5 separate regions of the Mus musculus genome follow, and all the other regions are linked to region 1. A link is a contact called in public HiChIP or PLAC-seq, Micro-C and promoter capture Hi-C data. All regions are on one chromosome and are shown on one strand. The core of a region is the stretch at or near the end of the contact, and the rest is flanking DNA. Distances in the headings are between cores, read along the strand shown. Region 1 holds the start of Sh2b3 (SH2B adaptor protein 3). Region 2 holds the start of Arpc3 (actin related protein 2/3 complex, subunit 3). Region 3 holds the start of Atp2a2 (ATPase, Ca++ transporting, cardiac muscle, slow twitch 2). Region 4 holds the start of Anapc7 (anaphase promoting complex subunit 7). Region 5 holds the start of Hectd4 (HECT domain E3 ubiquitin protein ligase 4).

Region 1 (2,700 bases), core at 177-2,676:
CAGGAAGGAAGAGGAGCAGCAAATGACCTCAACAAAACAGATAACACCCTTGTCATGACTGCCTGCCCTCCTGATCAAGCCATCCTGTGCTCTGGTGGCCCTCACAAGTTAGGTGTCAACTGAGGGAACCCAGGCCAGGAAGGGGTTTGTCATCTGACCCTGCCCAGGGTCCTTCAGAGTTCCCTGCCCACAGACTCGGGAAACCCCAGAGCAGCTATGCTCAGGAGAGAGCCGAGGACGGTCCCAGGGCCAGGGTCAATAAAACTGGACAGTCTGAAAACCAACGGCCTGTAACTGAGGTCTTCTCCCAACGGCCTGTAACTGAGCCCTTCTCCCAGCCGGACGCAGGTGCCTTCCACACAGCATTCATTAAAACTCCACCTCATTGTAACTGCACCACAAATCTCTTCTCACTCACTGAACAGCGGGGAAACTGAGGTCGCGACCCTCATCTTGGAGAGCAGAGGAGAAAGAACACAAGTTCTGCCTCTAGGACCCTCGGTTTCCTCTCTTGTCACTGCCCAGCCCTTGAGATCCCCAAACCACAGCTGCTGCCGCTGCTGCGGGCCAGCCCCTTCCCAGCTGACCACCCATTGGGACTGCACAAGTTCCAGAATGTATTCACCCCTCCTGGCTCAGATGGCGTTTCCTCCCAGAGGAGGCCTGGGGAACAAGGTTCAGAAAGTGTCCTAAGAGCATAAAACTCTTATAACCTCAACTTCCCCCAGCGGGCCCTGGCCTGTCATGGCCTGTCCCACCCCCTTCCCCCATCTCTGGCTGATTTCACCTTTAGGACTCCGCATATCATCCTTGGTTGATCACCGGGGCACTAGTGACACACGTGTCCCCCCCTCCCACCCTCACCGCCAGCACACCCCCCCCCCCGGCAGGGGCCCAAGCACGCTGTGTGCCGGGACAGCTCTCGGTTCCTCCCGCGGCGCCCCGCCAGGCTCCTCTCCGGAGGCCCCAGCTGAAAGCACTGACCTCCGCGCCCACATCACTGCGGTCTGGGATTGGGGAAGAGAAACAGAATGAGGAAACGCCAGAAAACAGAAGCGGGACCCGGGGACGGCCGCCCGGCCCAGTTCCTCCAACACGCTCGGCGGGCCGCGCTTACCGCGCAAGCTGCGGGTCGGGGCCCGGCCGGCCCATGGCGTCGCACGGCCTCTCGGCGCTCAGGCAGGAAACCCCGGCTCGGAAAACGGCCAGCGCCTCATTTCCGCCGCCAGCTCCTGACAGCAGCCGGGGGACGCGGCCTCGGGCCGTCCCCAGGACGCTGCTGCTGCTGCCGCCGCCGATGTGGACCCCGTGTGGCCCGTGACAGTCTGGGCTGGAGAGCGGCCAGGCGGAGGCGACGGCCCGAGCCCATGCCGCCCCACGCCGTTATGTAAAGAGGAACCAGCCGCGAGCCGCGCGCGGCGGCGGAGGGCGGCCTGGGGGCGTGGCCACAGAGAGCCACGCCCCGGGGCCGCCTGCGGAGGCCGGGGGCGGAGCCTATCCCGGCCCCGCCCTCCTCTCGCGCCTCCGCCCGCTGCCCGGTGGGAGGTAGCATAGCGACAAGCTCCGCCCCCATAAGGCGCGCTCTCTGCACCCAAGTTGCGTCGCGCCCCCTAAAGAAGGGAAAAAAAATAATAATAAAATAAAGAATCTCGAAGGGGAGGAGCGTGCTCGGTCCCGCCCCTCTCGCGCTGGCCAGTCACCGCGTGCCTCGGCAAGGCGGGGCCCCTAGAAGGGGTGGGGCGGGGCTAGGCGCGCGATGGGCGTGGCTGCCCCGACCTTCGGGACCTCCTAGGGGCGCGCCCCTGCGGACTCCCTCCAAGCCCAACCTTATCTGAGCTTGCCCGGCCGGGTCTAGCAACTGCGACCGCGGTTTTCATCACCTCCAGGGGAAGGGGCCAGCCCCACCCTGGCCCCACTATCCATGACTCCGCCGAGCCGTCCTGCCTCCGCGGCGCCATCCATTTGAAGTCCGCTCCCCTCCTAAGGTCCTCGGAGTCCCGGAACGGGCCGAGTAGGCTGTTCTCTACCTGGCCGCCCGGCCGCATTCTCTAGCTTGATGAAACTTTCTCCAAGAGCTCCTTCGCATCCCAGGCAGCCGAGCCCTTTGAACGTCCACGCCTGCGCGCCCCTTAGCCCTTTACCTTTTCTCTATCGCCACATTGGCTAACAGTGGGGTGCCCCTGTTCTGAAGTGGAGTCACTCACTGCACGCCAGTCTTCCCCGCGACTCTACGGAGGGAGGGGAAAGAGGAATGCCTGTCCCCTCCCCCTCCCCCAACAGGAAGCAGGCCGCCCACGCCCCCAGCTTGGAGGGGCCACTGCAAGCCTTCCCAGACGACAGGCTCCCACGAGCCGCTGGCTCCCTGGAGCCTTCCCCTTGCTGCGTGGGACCAAATATTTGACCCCCTCCAACTCAGTTTTTTCATCTATGAAATGGAAATAACACGTGTCTCCAGCCCACTCAGGGACTGGAAGAAGTGAGTTGCTCACATTAGAGCAGCCTAACCAACCGGGCTGAATTCAGTCCCCGGGCCTGCTGTTGGAGCCCGAAGAAGGGACTCCCCCGTAGGTGGGGATTTCCACTACAATCGGACGGCAGCAAGCTGGAGCCTGGTAGCAAAATGGCTTGGAAGAAGCCCCCACCCACCCACCCCCAAAAAACGAGCCAAGGCAATGTCTTAGGCACTATAAGGTGTTTGTG
Region 2 (2,700 bases), core at 40-2,539, 560 kb after region 1:
TAACACAGCTAGTCATGTTGGAACTAGGATTCAACCCCAGGACCTGGCTCCTCAGCAGTCATACAAAGAACAGGGAGTATAAGCCAGACATTGTAGAGACCAGCCTGGGCTACATAGTTAATACCTTGTCCAAAAACAAAAAGTGGTTGGCTGGGTATGGTGGTTACATATCCCCTCAGTCTCAGTACTTGGGAGGCAAGGCAGGTGGATCTCAAGAGTTCAAGGCCAGCCTGGTCTACAAAGCAAGTTTCAGACTAGCCAGGGCTACCCAGAGAGGCAAAATACATACTTACATACATATATGATGGGTGTCAGTGGTGGGTTTGTAGTCATCCCCTCAGACATGTGGCATCACTCAGGCCCTTATAATATGCTTGGTTTTCATGACCACTTAGTCCTTGCCATGATCTGGGAAGACATACACCATACCTTGTTGAAAGAGTAGAAATGATATACACATTTAGTGGGTGACAGACAGGTCAAAGGGGTAGGCTCAGGACTTTTCTTTCCTTTACCCCTGTGGTGGTCCCTGACTGTCTTAACATGACAAGGAAGATAGACACCACCGTCGGCATCATAAAACTAAGCAAGAAAAATAAATAAAAATAACAGGAGTGATGGGCACATATCTGTAATTCCTGAACACAAGTGGGTGCAGATCAGTTCATATTCATTTATATGTATATGCCAGCCTGGACTTCATGCGACTCTTAGCAAAGAAAAAATTGAAAAATAAAAAATATTGGCCGCCAAGACGGCTCAGGGTGTAGGTGTTTCTGAAGACTGTGTTGGTTCCGAGAGTATCACGGTGGAAAGTGAGAACTGATGTCCCCCACCTTGCATTGTGGTAAAAGTACAAAACTAAGCCAGGTGTGGTGGCGCACGCCTTTAATCCCGGCACTCGGGAGGCAGAGGCAGGCGGATTTCTGAGTTAGAGGCCAGCCTGGTCTACAGAGTGAGTTCCAGGACAGCCAGGGCTACACAGAGAAACCCTGTCTCGAAAAACCAAAAAAAAAAAAAAAAAAGTAAAAAACTAGACATAGCAGAAGGGTAAATCAGGCGACTGAGTGGTACTGGATTTGAAGCTGAAGCCGGGAAATGAGAAAAAAAACCCAAAAAACAAAACCGGGAGCTGATTATTAACCACTTGCGAGGGAGTCTTCAATTTCAAAATCCAGCCTTTTATTCTGAACGTGCTTTATGCATGCGCCACGGTCATCGCCTCACGCTGACGCGCCCCCTGGCGTCACTTGCGGTCAGCGCAGCCGGAGCAAGTCACCGGAAGTGCGTTTATTCCTTCCGCCCGCCTCTTCCGGCTTACTTCCGCCCACTCCACCCAGGCTCGGTCGTCGGAAACGCTTTCTGAGTTCGGCTTCTCTGGATCGAATCCGGACACCGTCAAGATGCCGGTAAGCATTCGAGCCCCAGGGGCGGGGAGCCGAGCGGGGCGAGGGTCCGAGGGGTGGCAGGAGATCTGTGTCATAAGGCCGGGGAGAGAGGAAGCGTCCGCCCTGATCTCCAGCCTTTGCCTCCAACACCGGCTCGCCTGCCCCGCCGCTTCCCCCCTAACCCTGCCGTGTTCCCAGATCCCACCCTAGAGCCTCGAACCTAAGAACGATGGCTGGCTTTTAATTTATTTTTAAGTCTAAGGTCCAGCTTCTCCTTTTTTTTTTTTTTTTTTTTAAATTTCCCCCTTGTCATTTCCACTTCCTCCTCCACCCCAGGGAGTGGGATCGGCCTGCTACCTAGTCACCTGTCAGACCTCACTTCCCTGATGGACCCCTTCCTCCGTCTCCCTGCTCTGACTCCCACCCGACTCCCTGACCACCACCGAGCCAGCGCTGGTTTCCTTTTTCGTGTGCATCCGAGTGGGAGGAAATTGATGCCGATTGCAGCTTAGCGAAGGGACGCTTGAATAGCGTGCACCCACACTGAACCAGTGTTACTGACCTCTCGCTGTGAAGCCAGCATTGTTGACAGCAGCGACTAAGGGCCACTCAAGGAGCTCACAGTTTAACGGGTAGACAGTAACCATGCAAATGCACATAGGAAGTAGTTTCCTATCTTAACAACTGCTGTGACGAAAACAGATAGATGGCAGTTAGCCTACCCCTATCGCTCAGTTATCGCTCATCCCAATACCGAGGCAGGAGGATGGCAAAGTTCAGGCCAATGTGGACTATGTAGTGAGTTCTAGGCCATCCTGGGCTACAGAACTGCAAAGCCTGTCTCCCAAGAAATGGGGGAAGAAAAAAAAAAAAAAAGAGGCTTGCATGCAGGAGGTGGGGTCACAAGGTACAGCAGCTCATGCCTGTGACCCCAGCTCTGGGGAGGCAAAGGACAGGCAGATCTTCTGGCTTATTGGCCAGCCAGCCCAGCCAAAAATAAGCAAGTTCTGGGTTCAATGAAAGACGATGTCACAGGAAATAAATATATATATAGAGAGAGATAGTAGGGGCTGAGGAGGTGTCTCAGTGGTACAAATGAGAGGACCTGAGTCTGGATGCTTAGCACCCAAGTAAAACAGAAGGGGCGGGGGGAGGGCATGCAAAGCGTGTCTGCAGTTTCGGAGCTGGGGATGTGTAGAGTTCCCTGAGGCTCCTTGTCTCAAAAATAAAGTGGAAAGCAGTTAAGAAACAGACCTATGGCCTCCACCTGTGGATATGAGCATACATACCTACATGCACACATATGCACACA
Region 3 (2,700 bases), core at 122-2,621, 670 kb after region 1:
AACCATTTGTTTCAATTGTCCACATCAATCAGCCTGCACACATCATCTCTCCAAAATAACATGTTAATATTATTTACCTTCTTCAGCCGGCAATTCTAGAAGGCCGAAATTCGACAGCAACGTGTCAGGAGGAAAGCAGAAAGAAAAATGAAGATATTGTATTAGCGCTTTTATTAAAAACTGCTAAATTCACCACCATCGTTGTCTGAATGGCGGATATAGGTGTATGAACGTACAACAATCTGTCTCCACTTTGATACCCCGAGAAAATTATTCAGCCCTGGTAATCAGTGGCCTCGGAACTGCCCGTAAGCCCTCTCCGGCCTCCAGGACCATGCAGTCATTTCAGCTGGGTCATCACTTCTGCCAGATGTGCAACTTTGGGGAGCACAAGAAACGGTCCGAGGGTTTCTCAACAACATCGACGCCTCATAAATCCGCGGGGGACTCAGCCCAGCCGCAGGAACCTCCTCCCTCCTTCCCACTCCCTCTCCCCCCCCCCCAATCCGACTCGCTGAGCGCCGGCCGGGAAGGTCACCGGCTCGAGACCCCTAGAGGTCGGCGATGGCCCAGACCCGCGCGTGGACCGCCCGGCCTCTCGCAGCCGTCGGGCGCCGCGCCGAGCCAAGCCCCACGAGGTGGAGCCGGGTCAGCCATCTTCCTTGGCGCTCGGGCCCGCGCCGCGCCGCTGCAGCCCCGGCGCCCCGCACCTACCGTTGGAGCCCCATCTCTCCTTGAGCTTCTTGACCTGCTCCAAGCTCAGCCCCGTGCTCTCGTTGACCCCGAAGTGGCCCAGCACCTCCTCCACGGTCTTTGTGTGAGCGTTCTCCATGGCTGCGGGGGCCCCGGCCGGCCTCGCCTCGCGTCCCCGCGGCCTCCTCGCCTACCGCCTCGCACTCCGGCCGCGGGCTCGTGCCACCGCGGGCGCCCGGGCGCGGACAGCTGTCCCCTCCTTTTTCTTCTCCTCCTCCTCCTCCGCGGCGGCGGCGGCCGCTTCCGCCTGACCGGGGCGCTGAATCACCCGAGCCCCCTCCCCCAGAAACCGCCGCACGCGGCCCGGCCTCGCCGAGCCCGCCCGAGGGACTGCGAGCCTCCCGCCCCGCCGCGAGTGTGGGTCGCTTCAGCAGCTGCCAGCCGGCCGCGGGCAGCGCAGGCCCCGGGCGCTGCGCCGAGGAGACGGGGCGCAGATGAGGAGCGGCGCCGGGCCGAGCCCTCGGCGCCGGGAACCGCGAGGCAGGCGACGGGAGAGGAGCTGCGCGGCGCGCCGGCCCGAGCCCCTCAGCTCTGCACCCCCGACAGCGGCGGCGGAGGGAACTGCGGCGGAGGAGACGGGAGGTGGCGGCGTCGGGGACGGCTCCGCGGAGGCTGCTCTAATAGCATTTATCCGCCGCTGCCTCCCCTCTCGCCGCCGCCGCGGCATGTGGACGCCGCTCATTGGCCGAGAGAGCCCCCAGCGCGGCGCGGGCGGCGCGGCCCCGCCCCCTCCTCCGGCGCCCTCCCGCGCGCGCGCACCGCGCGCCCACGCCGCCAGCAGGCCCCGCCTCCTCCCGCGCGCCGCCCCCCAGGAACCCGGATCGAGGCCGCGCGCGGCGCCTGTGCGCGCGCACGGGGCCAGGGCCACCTCTGCGTCCACGCTGTGCTCGATGCGCTGCGGCCACCGGCGCGGGCGGAGGGTGAGCCTGACTTTTCCGGGGCCACGGCTTTTCCCGTATCGACCGCGCGCGGGGATAGAGCGCGGAGTTCACGGGTGGGCGCTCTGTGCTGGTTGCCCTGCCGCTGAGGTTGGGGACTGGCTGGGACCGCGCATTGGCAGGGAGGCTCGGGAACGCAGGGGGGCCGAGGCGCGCTCGCACTGGTGTCCTTGGCTTGCCTCCGCGTCCTGGGCAGCGCGAGCCGTGCTCTGCATCCTAATGTCTCCTTCAGAGCCCCCCTCAGCAACCAAGGGGAGGAATTCCGCAGTTCCCTTCCCACACAGCCAAAAGCGCTCATCTGTCGCCTCGGGAACACCGCATCCCACACCCCCAGCCGAAAGCCTCATCTCCATCGCACGCCAACACCAGCCCTTCCTTCCCCTGCGGGTTCTGTGCCCCGACAGGGAATCCCACTCTTGGGGGAGGAAGGAGGAAGTTTTATTTCGTTTTTAGTAGCTCACACAGCCTTTGACACACGTCTGCATAGAAGTCACAGGTTATGCTGTAGCAGCTATGCTAGGTGGCTTGGCTTTGGCTTCCAAATGATGGCTGCTATATAAGACTTCCACTTCCCCCAATGCGAGAGAAGGAGCCTTCAATCCCAAATCTATTCTTAAACCACAGATCATCTGTTGTTTCTGTGAGGTCTGTACAGAGCCTAGCATGCAAGGTAATTTTGCCAATATAAAGAGGCTATACGGAGCCCGCCTGTGATCCCACGAACAGAAGTGGAAGCCACGGGATCAAGAGTTCAAGGTCATGGACAGACACTGAAGGAGTTTAGGAGCAGTCTTCCACGTTGGACCTTGTCTAAAACATACAAAATAAATTTAAAAAGCAGAGGAATGTGGGAAGCCATACTTAACAGGGAGGAGGCCCTTTGCATTGAATTTGCAAATATCTTCACAAAATGCGGCTTCATGAAGGGCATAGATTGCAAAATAAAGCATTTCATCTTCTTGAGTGTTTAGCAACGCCACCCCCCCCCCCCAATCACTTGAGACGTCCC
Region 4 (2,700 bases), core at 129-2,628, 590 kb after region 1:
TAAATCTTTTTTAAAAAATGGCCTTGAATCTCAAATTTAAGCAAACAGCTTCAGTTGTTTACATTTTAATTGCATGTAGTTATTTATTTTGTGCGAGTGAGAGGCACATGCGGCTGTCTCAGAGGACAACGTGAAGGAGTCAGGTCTCTCCTCCCACACAGGGGATTGAATTTACAAAACTAGCCTTGCTGATAAGTGGTTTTACTCTCAGGCTGCCCAGCTTCAACATTTGAAAGTTTTGGTTTCCTTGTCGGCAAAGAAGGACTGACAATTCAAAGTACTTATTTGTTTGTTTGTTTGTTTGTTTGTTTTAAGCGTTTTCAAACAGGGTTTCTCTGCGTATCCCTAGCTGTCCTGGAACTCACCCTATAAACCAGGCTAATCTTTAACTCACAGAGATCGGCCCAACTCCCAAGTGCTAGAATTAAACCACCCCCTGCCAACGTTGTTATTTATTTATTGAATATGAGTACACCATTGCTCTCTTCAGACACACCAGAAGAGGGCATCAGATCCCATTAAATGTGGTTTTGAGCAACCATGCGGTTGCTGAGAATTGAACTCAGGATCTCTGGTATAGCAGTCGGTGCTCTTAACCACTGAGCCATCTCTCCAGATCCAAGTTGTTGTTGTTTGTTTGTTTGTTTGTTTCAATGTATTTTTATGAGTATCTGCATGCCTGAGTGTGTATGTCTGTGCACCACATGCATGTATGTGCCCATAGACGCCAGAGGAAGGAGTCGGATGCCCTGGAGCTGGCCTTTCAGACTGTTGTGAGCCACCAGGTAGGTGCTAGGAACCGAATTCCCCTGCAAGAGCATGCAGTTTTAATTTCTGAGGCGGCTCTCTCCCTCTATGGAAATGGCTTCAGCATTGCGATTTGTGAATATGCAATGCAGTAACGAGTTCGTAAAGGCTTGAGATGTTGACAGTGGGGCGATCAGAGATCCAGCTCATCCCTGTAACTATCTTTTCTTCGCACTTGGATCTAGCGGGTCACTTGGACGGGCAAGCCATGCCTTGCACCAAGGAATCTATTCCCAGTGACAGGGACAAGAGTCGCCAGGAGAGGGGGGCGTGCCACCTTCGCCTAGGACGCTCCCGTAGTTGGAGAAAGCCAGCCCTTGCGCGCCTGATTCGAAAATTCAATTTTTAACTGTCCGTTTTCCGCCTCCGCTGTGTTTAGGATGAACTCCTGTGCATTGTTACTAGCCTCCGCGAGGCATCCATTCCTCTCAGGCTGTCTTTAGCGCAGCAAAACTACGATTCCTACTGGGATGGCTTTGAAGATGATGATGATGGAGAAAACCCTTTCGCCGCTGCTTCTTTTTACTCAGGCACGTCCGTGGCTACCTCCATCTTCGGGGGGCGGAGCCGCGTCTGGACCGGAAGGACCCCGGCGCCGTCTCCATTTTGGAACTTTCCCCGAGCCTCTGCTCTCGGTTCCCGGGAGTTCTGTCCGCCGCTGCCGGTGCCGCGGTGTCGCCGGGGGCCACGGTGTTGCCGGGCAGGATGAGTGTGATAGACCACGTGCGGGACATGGCGGCTGCGGGACTGCACTCCAACGTGCGGCTCCTCAGCAGCCTGCTGCTCACCATGAGTAACAACAACCCGTGAGTTGGAGAGGCGGGGAGGTGGCGGTCCCGGGAGCCGGGGTTGGCGGTGGCGGGGGGACGGTGTGGTCCCGCGGAGGGCTGCGCGGGATCCGGCCTCGGTGGCCTCGGAGTTCTGGCTCCTTCCAGAACGACGAAGTCCCCTGAGTCCCGGGGACCCAGTCCACCGAGTGTCAGCCGTGGGGGTGCCACCCCAGCGGAGGGAGGGGACCCCACTTTCCGAGACTGAGAGCATCGGTGGCGGGCGCGGTGGCGCCTTTTTTTAATTTAAAAGGAACCCTGGCAGTCTAATGTAAGGCCCGACATTGCCGCCGGGGAGTGACTGGTTTTGTGTGGTTGTGTTTACAAACAGGGGTCTCCTGTAGCCCAGGCTAGCCTGCCCCAGGCTGTGTGTGTGTGTGTGTGTAGTCAAGGAAGACCTTGACCTTCTTACCCTCCTGCCTACGCCTCCCAGAAGCTGGGGGGGGGGGGTTAACTGGTGTTTTACACCCCCACCATGCTCTCAGTGTGCGTGTGGACCTTGGGGATCGAACCAGGGATTTCAGGCGTGCTAGGCAAAACACTACCGATGGAGTGACAGTTCTATCTAGCCGGGTTTACTGCGTCTCAAAGGAAGCCCGGGACAGTTGTAGGCTTGAATTGCCTGTAAGGGCCTTGCTTAAAAATTTCCCCATCATTGCTCACTCTTCGACGTGGCTCCGCAAGTCAACCTAGTCATTCCTTTTCTCTAATTTCTCCTCCTGCCCGAGCGCTCTCAGAGCAAGCATTGGCACCGGTGGCTTCACTTTAGAACCGCTGCCTGAGCCGGGCAGTGGTGGCGCATGCCTTTAGTCCCAGCACTTGGGAGGCAGAGGCAGGCGGATTTCTGAGTTCGAGGCCAGCCTGGTGTACAGAGTGAGTTCCAGGACAGCCAGGGCTACACAGAGAAACCTTGTCTCAAAACAAAACAAAACAAAAAAAAATGCTAAGGAAATGTGTTTATTACAGGGAGGTCCAGTAGGTCGACCAAGATCACACCCTGGAGAACATAGAGGAGCGAGTGGATCTGTCTATGATTGGAGATAGTTTGTATTTCAGTCCACCACTG
Region 5 (2,700 bases), core at 105-2,604, 620 kb before region 1:
CTAGCCCAGATTGGGGTTGGAGAACGGACTGGGGAGTAGACAGGAGCCTTCTGCTTCCATATCTCCCACTAGGACCCAACCATGTTAGCCATTACCTCTCAGTAGCCAAATAAGTTTGGAATGAATCACTCAGTCCATCCCTAGATGAGGTCAGAGCACTGCTGACCCCAACACCACCTCAAGCTCCACCTCCAGACACAGCGAGTTCCAGGACAGCCAGAACTACACAGAGAAACCCTGTCTTGAAAAAACAAAACAATTGGTATAGCATTGGAAATGTAAATGAGCTAAATACCTAATAAAAAATGGAAAAAAAAAAGAAAAAACAAAACAAAACAAAACAAAACAAAAAAAACAGGAGCCAGGAGGAAAGCATTGCTTTTGTTTACTTTTAATTTTTAATTTTTAATTTTTTTTATGTGTTTGACTGTTTCCTTTATGTATGTCTGTGTGCCACATCTGTGTAATGATGGAGACGGAGACCTGAAGAGGATGTGAGGTCCCTTGGGACTGAAACTCAGGTCCCTTGGGACTGAAGTTATAAAAGGTGTGAGCTGCCCTCTGAGTGCTGGGAATTGAACCCCAGCCCTCTGGAAGAGCAACCAGTGTCAACCTGTCAATCATTTCTCCAGCCTAACAGCAATTGTTGATAGATACTTTATTTTCATCAGATGTCAGTTGCTTCTTTGTACTCTTTTTTTCCCCAGTAAATATTAACCATCTGCTGTGAGTTTTACCAAGTTCTCATGACCAAGCCTATTATATACCAGCCTTTAGTATTTTATAAATTTTATGTATTTTTTCAGATACGGAGCCTACATAGGCCTGGGTGGCCTGGAGCATCTTATGTAGCCCAGGTTGGCCTGAAACTTGATATGTAGACCAGGCTACCTGCAACTTGCAATGGTACTCCCACTTCTGTCTTCCAAGTACTGGAACAACTGGCAACCCCCACCAGGTTTGTTTACTTATAGTGCTGTAAATGGAACATAGGACCTCAGGCATTCTAGGCTAACCCTCTAAGACTGAACTATTCAAGATCTTAGAGAAGACATCTGAACCTATCTCATTTAAAAGATAACAGTGTTGACCCTCCATAATCCTTCCAGAATGAGCTCTGGCCTGAGCAACCGGTGCACACCGGAGTAAGGAGGAAAGGGGACCAGGGTGGTCTTCTCCCGGAGCCTTAGACTTCCTCAGATAGCATGGGAAGCAGGGGTGCCCAAGAGGCCATGCCTCTGAGCGCCTTGCAGCTGGGTTATAAAGCCTCGCCGGGCTGTGGGCGGGGCTAGACGGACAGGAGGGAGGAGCCTGTATTGTCCACCCCGCGGGGCATGCCGGGAACCCCGCCCCCAAGATGGCGTCTTACTGACAGTTGGCTGCGGAGCGGCAGAGGCGGATCCTGCTCGTCAGGGCGGCGGCGGCGGCGGCGGCGGCGGGGCCGGGGGTCTCCCGGGCCGGGGTTGGCGTGCGGAGGGGGATGGCGGCGCGGAACGCCTAGGGCGGAGCCGCGCGGGCGAGGCGGGCGCAGCAGGCGCGGCGGGCGCGGCGGTCGGCCATGGGTTGCTGAGGCGGCGGCGGCGGCTCTGCAGCGCCTTCTCTTAGCCATGGGCTCGTCGGCCGCGGCGGCGGCAGCTGCAGCGGCGGCGGCGGCGGCGGCGGACTCGGCGCAGTGGCTCTCGGTGAAGGAGGAGACCATCTTTCTGCACGACGGACTCATCCGGGTCACCGACCTGGCCGAGCTGCCCAGCGAGATCCTCGGCGCCCCGGAGGCCGCCGACACCGACCTGGAGGTGAGTGAGGTTCCCCGGGAGGCCGCCGCAGGTGTGTGGGATCCCGGAGAGCATCTTCGGGCCGCGCGGCCCGGAGACCCGGAGCTACGGCAGCCGCCGCCCGGCTGCTCCCCTTCCCCCCACCACGCAACCGGGAGCCTCTTGGAGGGCGCGCCCAGGTGCCTGTGCTCCGGAGACCTTTTGTATTTTGAACGCTCGCACGGACTCTGCTTCTTTTATCACAGTCCCAGCTCGGTGTTGATTTTGTATGCGTGTGTGTGTGTGTGTGTGTGTGTGTGTGTGTGCACGCGCGCGCGCCTGCCTGTGTGTTGGAGGGAGCCCGGAGTGACAGCTGCCAGGGCTTCCTTCCTCCACCATAAGCAATTCTGCAACCTGTCTGTGCAGTGCCTCGGATTGACTTGACACCCGCGCCTTTGTCAGGCCAGCCGGGGGTGGGGTGGGGTGGGGTGGGGTGGGGTGGGGGTTTGGACAGCGAGAAAGGGGATGCTACACCGCGGCCTGGGAAGGTTCAAGGGCGGGCGTGAGCGAGTATATGTGTGTGTGTGTGTGTGTGTGTGTGTACGCGTGCGCGCGCCTCGGGGGTCTCTCTCTCTCTTTCCCCCTCCCCCCCCCCCCAGTCTAGGAGCGGTGGCAGGTGCAGCAGCCAGTCTCAGCAGTTGTGGTGTCGTCCCCCCCCCCCACCACCCCGCAAAACCCATCCACCCCAAGGAAACCAAATGTGAATATGGTGGATGGGAACTTTCCACCGACTGCGCTCAGTTTTCGCATTTGCCTAGAAGTGGGAATGTTGGACTGTGGTGTTTTCATCCAGGCCAGGTGGCTGTTGACCCCCGCTTCCCCGTGGAGTGTGGTGAAATTCGTATTGTCGCAGGGAGGGGGGGTCCCTGGGGTACACCGCAGACGGGAG

Evidence for each region. A called contact is a pair of places that touch in the nucleus more often than the background predicts. HiChIP or PLAC-seq counts read pairs in DNA pulled down with a chosen protein or histone mark. Capture Hi-C pulls out chosen DNA fragments and counts their contacts.
Region 2: a contact with region 1 is called in an H3K27ac HiChIP or PLAC-seq map of extraembryonic endoderm stem cells, with 6 times the contacts expected there. The contact joins the promoter of Arpc3 here to the promoter of Sh2b3 in region 1. A contact is called at or near these places in 2 of 39 promoter capture datasets (embryonic stem cells and hippocampal neurons) and 3 of 115 datasets of contacts at active chromatin or transcription factors (embryonic limb bud, extraembryonic endoderm stem cells and memory CD8 T cells).
Region 3: a Micro-C map of embryonic stem cells shows a contact between it and region 1, with 7 times the contacts expected there. The contact joins the promoter of Atp2a2 here to the promoter of Sh2b3 in region 1. A contact is called at or near these places in 1 of 484 Hi-C or Micro-C datasets (embryonic stem cells) and 1 of 115 datasets of contacts at active chromatin or transcription factors (pancreatic cancer cells).
Region 4: a contact with region 1 is called in a promoter capture Hi-C map of liver. The contact joins the promoter of Anapc7 here to the promoter of Sh2b3 in region 1. A contact is called at or near these places in 2 of 115 datasets of contacts at active chromatin or transcription factors (bone marrow-derived macrophages and microglia) and 1 of 9 other capture datasets (liver).
Region 5: a contact with region 1 is called in an HNF4G HiChIP or PLAC-seq map of pancreatic cancer cells. The contact joins the promoter of Hectd4 here to the promoter of Sh2b3 in region 1. A contact is called at or near these places in 2 of 484 Hi-C or Micro-C datasets (B cells and embryonic stem cells) and 1 of 115 datasets of contacts at active chromatin or transcription factors (pancreatic cancer cells).

Annotation. Positions count from the first base shown.
Region 1 is chr5:121,835,433-121,838,132 of GRCm38.p6, forward strand. Sh2b3 (SH2B adaptor protein 3) reads right to left here and starts at 1,427. Exons shown (of 8, transcript NM_008507.4): 1 at 1,118-1,427.
Region 2 is chr5:122,390,589-122,393,288 of GRCm38.p6, forward strand. Arpc3 (actin related protein 2/3 complex, subunit 3) reads left to right here and starts at 1,290. Exons shown (of 7, transcript NM_019824.4): 1 at 1,290-1,409. The coding sequence starts at 1,404. Gm32853 (a long non-coding RNA gene) reads right to left here. Exons shown (of 4, transcript XR_387695.4): 1 at 1,951-2,700; 2 at 294-408.
Region 3 is chr5:122,500,854-122,503,553 of GRCm38.p6, forward strand. Atp2a2 (ATPase, Ca++ transporting, cardiac muscle, slow twitch 2) reads right to left here and starts at 1,372. Exons shown (of 20, transcript NM_001110140.3): 1 at 715-1,372; 2 at 78-95. The coding sequence starts at 832.
Region 4 is chr5:122,421,066-122,423,765 of GRCm38.p6, forward strand. Anapc7 (anaphase promoting complex subunit 7) reads left to right here and starts at 1,379. Exons shown (of 11, transcript NM_019805.4): 1 at 1,379-1,613. The coding sequence starts at 1,513.
Region 5 is chr5:121,218,865-121,221,564 of GRCm38.p6, forward strand. It overlaps Hectd4 (HECT domain E3 ubiquitin protein ligase 4), which reads left to right and starts at 1,355. Exons shown (of 76, transcript NM_181421.4): 1 at 1,355-1,793. The coding sequence starts at 1,608.